2 separate regions of the Xenopus laevis genome follow, and region 1 is linked to region 2. Evidence: chromatin contacts called from public Hi-C data. All regions are on one chromosome and are shown on one strand. The core of a region is the stretch at or near the end of the contact, and the rest is flanking DNA. Distances in the headings are between cores, read along the strand shown. Region 1 holds the start of pknox2.S (homeobox protein PKNOX2). Region 2 overlaps pknox2.S (homeobox protein PKNOX2).

Evidence for each region. A called contact is a pair of places that touch in the nucleus more often than the background predicts.
Region 1: a Hi-C map of the XL177 cell line shows a contact between it and region 2, with 7 times the contacts expected there. The contact joins the promoter of pknox2.S here to the enhancer-like site in region 2. A contact is called at or near these places in 2 of 4 Hi-C or Micro-C datasets (the XL177 cell line and the XTC cell line).

Annotation. Positions count from the first base shown.
Region 1 is chr7S:62,517,402-62,521,451 of Xenopus_laevis_v10.1, reverse strand. pknox2.S (homeobox protein PKNOX2) reads left to right here and starts at 2,134. Exons shown (of 15, transcript XM_041571318.1): 1 at 2,134-2,216.
Region 2 is chr7S:62,124,409-62,128,837 of Xenopus_laevis_v10.1, reverse strand. pknox2.S (homeobox protein PKNOX2) reads left to right here. Exons shown (of 15, transcript XM_041571318.1): 13 at 3,389-3,465. Among protein-coding and RNA genes, the nearest start is that of fez1.S, 69 kb to the right of the region's middle. Within about 2 kb of position 1,782, at least 5 of the 7 cell types and tissues checked have an H3K27ac peak or open chromatin away from gene starts, as enhancers often do.

The sequences.
Region 1 (4,050 bases), core at 885-3,384, 390 kb before region 2:
ACATACGATGTCCAGGGGGAAAATCTCCCTTTAAGCAGCTTGCTGTTATTATACAGTATATTTTTGTTACATACTACGGTAGTATTGCAGGTATTCCTGCAGCAAAAATAGTGCCCAACAAAATTGGATTGAATTAGTATTTTGGACCCTTTACCTACCCACTGAGCAACTGTTACAGTTAGAACTCTGCTACACAATGATTAGTCCCTCTACTAGTCACCCACTGTGTTTTTTCAGCATCCCATGGATAGCTGAAGTAGGGGGCATACTTGACATTAGCGATGTTGGCTGGTATGCTGGTGGGGTTACAGAGTCTTGTGTCTTGTTTCAGATGACAAAAGACCATGCTTCCATGACCAAGGCTCTGTCTTAACACTCTATGCCATTCAGTCCATCCTTCATCACTAATGTTAAGTTTACTTAGTGTGTGAGAGATTGGATGCTGAAAAACCAGCAGTAACTAACAAAGTCGTCACTTATTGATGCTCCAAAGCAGGCCTGGACTTGCCCGACGAGCATTTCATTTTTGGTTAAGTGGGCCAGGGAAGCTAGGAGTCACCAAATGAGAGTCGAAGCCGCAGAGGAGAATGAAGAAGCTGCTGTCACCTAAGAAGTAGAAGACGGCCTGTCCAATTTTAAAGGTTAGTTTCCAGTGAACACCAATGGTCTTTTTGTTTTAATTATATCCCTGGCCACCAATGTTTTTTTTTTAACTTTAATGGAGGGATCCTGGCCACCATTTTTTTTAACTTGTGGGAGGGCTGGCCACCAATGTTTTTTTCTAACTTGGGGGCTGGCCACCAATGTTTTTTTTTAACTTGGGGGGCTGGCCACCAGGTTTTTTCTTTTAACTTAGGGGGGCTGACTAATGTTTTTTTTTACTTCGTAGGGCTGGCAACCAATTTTTTTTTTCTTTTATGGTTGTCCCTGACCCCCAATTGTTTTTTCGTTTTATGGGGGGCTGACCACCAATGCTTTTTTTTTTAACTGGGGGGGGTATGCCAACGATGTTGCACATTTATATGTGGGCTGCTTTGTTCCCAGTCTGACCCTGCTCCAATGCCAGTATTCAGATTTACCGTTCTTAGATCTTGGGCAGTCCCAGACCCAACATCGTTGTGATGGTTAATTCCATATGATTACTTGCCTATATCACATTTCCTTCTTAAATTACAACTTTCAATGAAAAGAAACATGCAGATCAGTAGACAAATGATTGTATATGCCGAAATGTAGTTGATGGATGGAATTTTGTTGGCATTTCGTAAACTAACTACTCTGAAATCCCTTCAAAGCCTCCCTATCTATAGGACACGTAAAAATGATGCCAAAAACTAGTTGACAAGTGAGTCTGCCTTTCAGATCTGGGTAGTCACAGGACAGGGTGGCATCTTTCTGAGACATCCATTCACCTAAATGATATAGAAGCAAAAGAAACACTAGAACAAGATCTCTTTTTTCACACTCTGTAAATTACTTCACCATTTAATGTAATTTTAAAAAGAAATAATTGTTGGAGTACAATTACAAGTACTATATGATATTGGGCATTTGTGATTTAAAATATTACTACAGGCAGTCCTCGGGTTGCCTACAAGATAGGGTCTGTAGATTTGTACTTAAGTTGAATTTGTATGTTGAAACATAGACATTTACTTATTAAATGCAACTTAGACAGATGTCTGTTTTAACATAGTATTTATTTTTACCTTTCTGTGCTCTGCAGTAGACAACACACACCAGCAGGCATTGAGGCTGGTGGTTTATTAAAGCTGAATGCTAATAAAAGTCAAGCATACCAAAGTATGTTTCTGTAACAGCCCCCGTTTGTAAGTGCGAGTTGTATGTAAGTCAGGTGTATGTAACTCGAGGACTCCCTGTACATGACTTTACCTGCTTCATGTGCAAACATGCTTTTAAAAATCTCAATGTATACAAAAAAAATGAAAAAAGAAATCTAATTATCTAAATAAAAATTCTCATTTTTAATTTTTGAAATGATTATACCACACCTGTTAACATGTGAATAATGGGAAACGAAAGTATCCAGTAGATGGCGCAAAACCTCTAATAATAAACGTATACTACTTTAAGCCAAAAGAAGATGAAGAAAGAGGAGTGCCTTCAGGCCCCCCTTCCCTGACGTCACAGTCTTTGCTGGGAAGTATAGGCTGTGCTGTCACACCAGTGTCAGTCTGATGAAGATTGGCACTCAGGTAAGCTGTCATTCATTCTCAATGTCAGGAGCTGCTTTCCAGGCTGCGGGCTGCTGCCGTCGCTGTTGCTGCTTCCTTGCAGCCTGTGTGTGCGTGTGCTCTCATTGCAGTGTGTGCGCCTCTCTCTTTTTCTTTTTTTTTCCCACAGTCCCATAACCAGAGCGCTCTTCTCTCAGACAGGGCACAAGAGGAGGAGGAGGCAGATCAGGGCAACAGCCTTTTAGTTGCTAATCACTCCTCATCCTCGCCGCCCGGATTTCAGCAAGCTCTCCTTTCACACCCAAATATACATAGCATTTTTAATTCTTATATAATAAGAATTTTACAAAAAATCTCATTTTTTGCAGGACAGTCTCTCTGATTTCTAGAATCCCATGCATATTCTTATTTTACTATTTTTGTGCTAGTAAAGCAATAGACCTTTTTTTCTCTTTTGATGATTTGGAAATCTTTCTTTTTAATTGCATTTTTATTTACCACCGTTTTATGCCCTGGCCTGCAGCTGCTGTTCTTTTTATGCTACACTTTGGGACTATTGATACTTTATGAAATGTTTTAATAAAAGAAAGAAGAATGGGACTGTATTGTGCATATATTTTTCATTTGAAGAACTGGTTTTCTTGGGGCTTTTCCTTGGTGTTGTATCTGTCTTTTCATGGTATATCTGTATGTGTGTGTGTAATTGTGTATTTTTATTAGAGATGATATTTGGGGTTTGCCATATACTTATTGGTTGGAGAGAAACGTATGAAAACTTTAGTGTAATATAAATTATCTGTGATATTGCATGGTAGATCATTCCGTAGTAAATAAAGGTGTTACACTGTTATATGTAAAAACTGTTCACAAACTGATTTTTTAGTAGGGAATTATTAGGTTTTTCTTATTACTTAAGCATTTCATTAAGTTTCACCTATAGGGCTGCCAGTGTCTGCCGTGTTCGGCAGAGTAGCAAATATAAAAGAAGTTGTTTTTTATTGGATTACATGTTTTTCCTCTTGGAGCTGTGAAGTGTGGGTGCATGTGATTTCTGATCCATTAGCATTTGCCTCATTCTAAAGATTTTGCCTAGTGTTTTGCACAATTATTGAACTTTTTAGCTGCTGCTTTGTATTTCAGAGAGCTTTCTCAGTTAGTCGGCATTATAGTTTAATACTGTAACAGTGATATTTATTGCTCATAAAAGATGCACTTTAATAATTATTAAGGGTTATTAAGGGTTAAGAGTTGTTGTTTATATTTGTATATTGTGTAGTAAGACCCAGCACAATATTCTTCTAATTTCAGCTTGCGAGGCACAAATGAGAAAGATGTGATTAGTACATTGCTATTAAGTATATCAAGTTTTACTGCTGTGACATTCCCTGATGTTCTTCTCTTAATTGAGAACTTTTATTGATTTCACACGCTTTGCAGTTCATTTCCTATATAGAACAGATTCGAATGATAGGATTCAAATCACATTACAAGGTTCAGAGCAGCAGTCTTACCAAATGAAAAAAAAGGCTAATTTTGGGAAAAAAATTAAGCAGGACTTCAACAGAATTACAGATTAGGTTTGGGGCCTTTTATCAATACGTGAAGGGAAAGTGTTTTTCAAACTTCTAGTCTGTATTACTGTAGGGTTCTGGTGGGACCACAAAGTTTCCTAGTCTCAGATTTTAACGGCTTGTTCTAGTAACTTTATTTTTCCGTCTTTAAAACTATGTTATGTCTCAACAAAAAGTTCTATTTGACTCTCAAATCAGGCCTTTAAAAACTTTACATTTCTTCCTTCTGTTTTCCTGCAACGTTAACAGCAAACAATAAAAAAACCTATATATTTATTTATATA
Region 2 (4,429 bases), core at 533-3,032:
ATATTTGATTTGGTTTCAAAATCCAAATGCTTATTTATGAATTTACTGTAAGTGACAGACTATTTTGTCAGACCTAATGTTTCACCACTGTCTCTATTGATCTGTCTATTGATTATTTGTCAATTACATGGCTACATTTACATACATTTCTTACAAGAGTCCCATAAGGAAACTTAAGTAACTGAGTAAAAAGTAATTTGAGGAAATGTTTGCTATCATTTTTTGCAAAATAAATCGGTAATAATTGAGTGCAGTACTCTACTTTATTTTATACTAATATAGATCAGTATGGCATCCCGAAATGCTTGGGACCTTGAATCTAAAAGAAAGAAATATTAAACTTAAGCTAACCTTACCATTAAACGCAAGGTATAGTTATTACAGAGAAAATGTGAAGGCTATAAAGGATGAGGACCATATGGGATATGAGGCAGAGATGAGACAGGGAAAAGAAAAATGCAGAATAATAAAACTTTAATTGTTCAACAACAAAAACACATCAACAGGGTGTTTGTCTTTATATGGTTATATGACATTAAAAATATATATAACAGTCTGTCTCAAATGAGATTATAGTTTTTGTGACTACCCTAGGGCCTCTCCCAGACTTTGGACCACCACAAGGTTAGCTAAAAGGTTAGCACCCTGTTACTCACAGTTCAGAGATAAAGTATGTTATCCAAGCTACATTGACTGCTGCACTTTTCCAAACACTGCCTTTCTACATGCACAAGACCCTTGCACTTGCTTTTTCTCTCTAGCTCAGACCCTTTGGTTCTCCAACTCTCAATCTCAGACACTCTTTCTGTCCCAGGCTCCATATGCCTCTTGTTTCTCCATCAGGCTTGCTCTTACTGGGAACAGCAAGAACTTTGTCTCTCTTTCAGACACACAGAAGAGACCTGCCTCTTTCAGATATCCAAGGAAGAGCCCATAGGCATGGGTGCACATGCCTTTTACCTGTATAGCTTTGCTATTAACTGCCTCCTATTTACCTTATTGGGAGGGAAAATTAACCCTATCAACAGTAGGCATTCCCCTTCAGATCATATCATACAGCTTAACTGCACTTCCCTGTTTATTTTTAGGCAAGACGTCATAGGTGGGTGTGTACAACCCATCAATCACCACAAGAGTGTGTATACCCATCCCATCGCTTCAAACCAAATGTGCATATAGATTACTGTGACGTAGTGACAACCAGGGTCTATTGAGCCATGGCCTCAATGTATAATAGGTGCGCTAAAACCAACACCCCTTCCCATGATGTGTACCCCCCTCCGTGCTCCTCTCTTTGCCATATACGTGGCCAGTGCGTGAACAAACATCAGACCCACCGGAGGATATGTATCACTAGTTTTCCTCTCTGTCGCCATCAGCTGTTGTTCCCGTCATCACATTAGCTGCCGGTCCTGCCGATACCGCCTTTTACTGCGCCCATTGTTGCTCGATCGATACATCTCTCTGTGTCTATGCGGAGCCTTCCCGTAGCTACTGTGAGTCTTGCTCCTCCCCTCCCTTCGTGCTGTTAGCCAAAGGGGAGCCCCACACGGCTTCTGGCCGGTGACACACCCCCTCTAGCTGCAGCATCACTCCCACAGGGAAACATCTGTGAAGCACTGCTGTTCCCAACCGCGCTATGTCTCCTCTCATAACGCTTCTCTGGCAATCCCCCAAACACGTAGGCCACCACATGGCACCCAAGTGTTTAGAGTGTAGGACCAAAGATGTGCGTAGGGGTATAACGACCTTCCGTCCTGCTTTAGGGGAGCTGGGAGGGAGCTCAGGGGCAATCCGCCTACAGCAAAGTGGGTTAGCAGTGTGCTGTACACCTATGCCAGGCTGTACAGTGAACCCTGGATGTCTCATGGCAGACCTGGGCAGCGTGATGAGAAACACAGTGTTTGGCCGGCCTTCCTATGCACCTCATATCCCCTCCTCTGTGGACCTGAAAAGTGTGACCAAAAAAATTTTTTTAAAAACTATTTTTAGAGTACAATCCTAATCACAGTTATAACACCAGTGACATCAGCCAGCCAAATCTCATGGCTTAACCCGTATAGTGTATATGCATCACTATTTTATCTTAATGATATCCTCAAGTTATGCAATAACTCCATGTTTAAAGTCATTCACTGAAGTATAGTCTCTAGGGAAGTATAGAGTCCAACGGTAAATGTTCAGTGTGTACTATCTATTGGACCATCTATCTATGTCAGACATTGGGCTCCATGTGCCCAGTGTAATCAGTAGAACTGGGCCATGGGAAGTGTTTCATTCAATCCTTTTGGTACTAAAGTGTCCAGCTTGAAGATCCACATTGATTCCTTGCGAAGGAGTGACAGCTCCCTATTGCCCCCTCTCCGTGGCTCTGGAACATGATCAATAATCATGTGTCTGAATTGTGGTAATGTGTGATGGTGTTCCAGCCAATGCTTGGCAACAGGTTGGTCTGCCTTTCCCGTAGTGAGGGCCGCTCTTATGGCGCAACGATGGTTGTTCATACGCTCGCGGTAAGTCGTAGAAGCTTTGCCCACATAATCAGTCCACATGGGCACCAGGCCATGTATACCACATGGTCCGTGGTGCAAGTGACCCTATGTTCAATCCTGAATTTTCTCCCAGTATATATATATATATAAAGCCATTTGGACAGCACTCCGCTCTTTTTGTTTCAACTCGGGTGCAAGGTAAAGAAATCAGATATTGGAAAAAATGACCAGCAGCACCGAGATATTATATATTATTAGATGTGATCAGACTTATACTATGGGGCCAATTTACTTAGCTCGAGTGAAGGAATAGAAGAAAAAAAACGTCGAATTTCAAATGTTTTTTTTTTTGGCTACTTTGACCATCGAATGGGCTACTTCGACCGTCGACTACGACTGCGAATCGAACGATTCAAACTAAAAATCGTTCGACTATTCGACCATTTGCTAGTCGAAGAACTGTCTCTTTAAAAAAAAAACTTCGACCCCCTAGTTCGCCACCTAAAACCTACCAAAGTCAATGTTAGCCTATGGGGATTTGAAGGATTTAATCGTTCGATCGAACAACGAATTAGGGTAAATTAGGGATTTCCATTCGGCAGTCGAATATTGAGGGTTAATTAACCCTCGATATTCGACCATAAGTAAATTTGCCCCTATGTGTAGGACAGAAAATCAGGTCAGTATATGTTACTTAGGACCCTTTCCCTTTGCAGGAGTGTATCAAGGTAAAAGACATTATTATTTATTGGCCCTGAAATTGTGCACTTTCTCTGGCATGCTAAAAGAGCCATTGATGTTTCAGAAGTAAAGATTTTATGTGCCTTCAGCCAATGCACCTGTTTGGATTTTCACAGCAGTAAGCTGCCTCATAACTCTTCCAATATTCTTTTCAGCACCCTTACCCAACAGAGGATGAGAAGCGGCAAATAGCAGCACAGACAAACCTTACACTATTGCAAGTCAACAACTGGTAAGTGCCCCGGGGTGAATTCTGTTTTTCTAGTAGCTGAGGAAAGCTTGATTAAAGTTCACAAGGGCAATAAATTATGTCCCTGTAGACACACTCTAAAGACAAAAGCACAACTTTTACATGACAAAGCTAGAACGTGAATGAGAAAGACAAGATGCTGCTTTATGAAAAAAGCTGAACATTCAGAAATATATGTATGAGTTACAGTTCATTAACAAAAGACTCTCAGAATATCCTGTTTTTTTAGCACACCTGCCCACACAGGTTTCTTCACTCTCTTGAAATAATTTGTTAGCAGCTCATACTTTTATTCTGTAATTATGGCAGATAACTAGAGAGAACATATTAGTGGTAACCTATTGGCCAGGAACCAAGGTTTGGAGAGGAAAATGAGTTCCCTTGGCTTCTGAAAAGCACATTCATTATCATATATGTTAGATTCAGGAATAGTTACATTGATATTCCAGATGTACTAATAGACTTATCTACAGTATAACAACAATGCATTAAAATTAATGACCACATACCCATTTTAATATATGTAATTTGCATTTTTATTATTTTCAGTGAAAATATAAATTGAGAAAAATAACACACTTGCATCAGTTGGCTCCTGTATTAGACTAATGTACTGTAATTTGACTTACCTGTATAAACAGAATACAGTTAAATAGTTTCTATGAGACTTTTTATATATACTTTTTTAATACTTGTACAGGTATGGGACCTGTTATCCAGGATGCTTGGGACCTGGGGGTTTTCAGATAACAAATCTTTCTGTAATAATATTCATACTTTAAATTGGTGTTCAACTTTTATTTAACTTTTAGTATGTAAATGGTAATGGTAAATTCTAAGCAACATTTCAATTGAATGGTAAATTCTAAGCAACATTTCAATTGACATTCATTTTTTATAGTTTTAGAATTATTGGCCTTCTTTTTCTGACTCTTTTCGCTTTCAC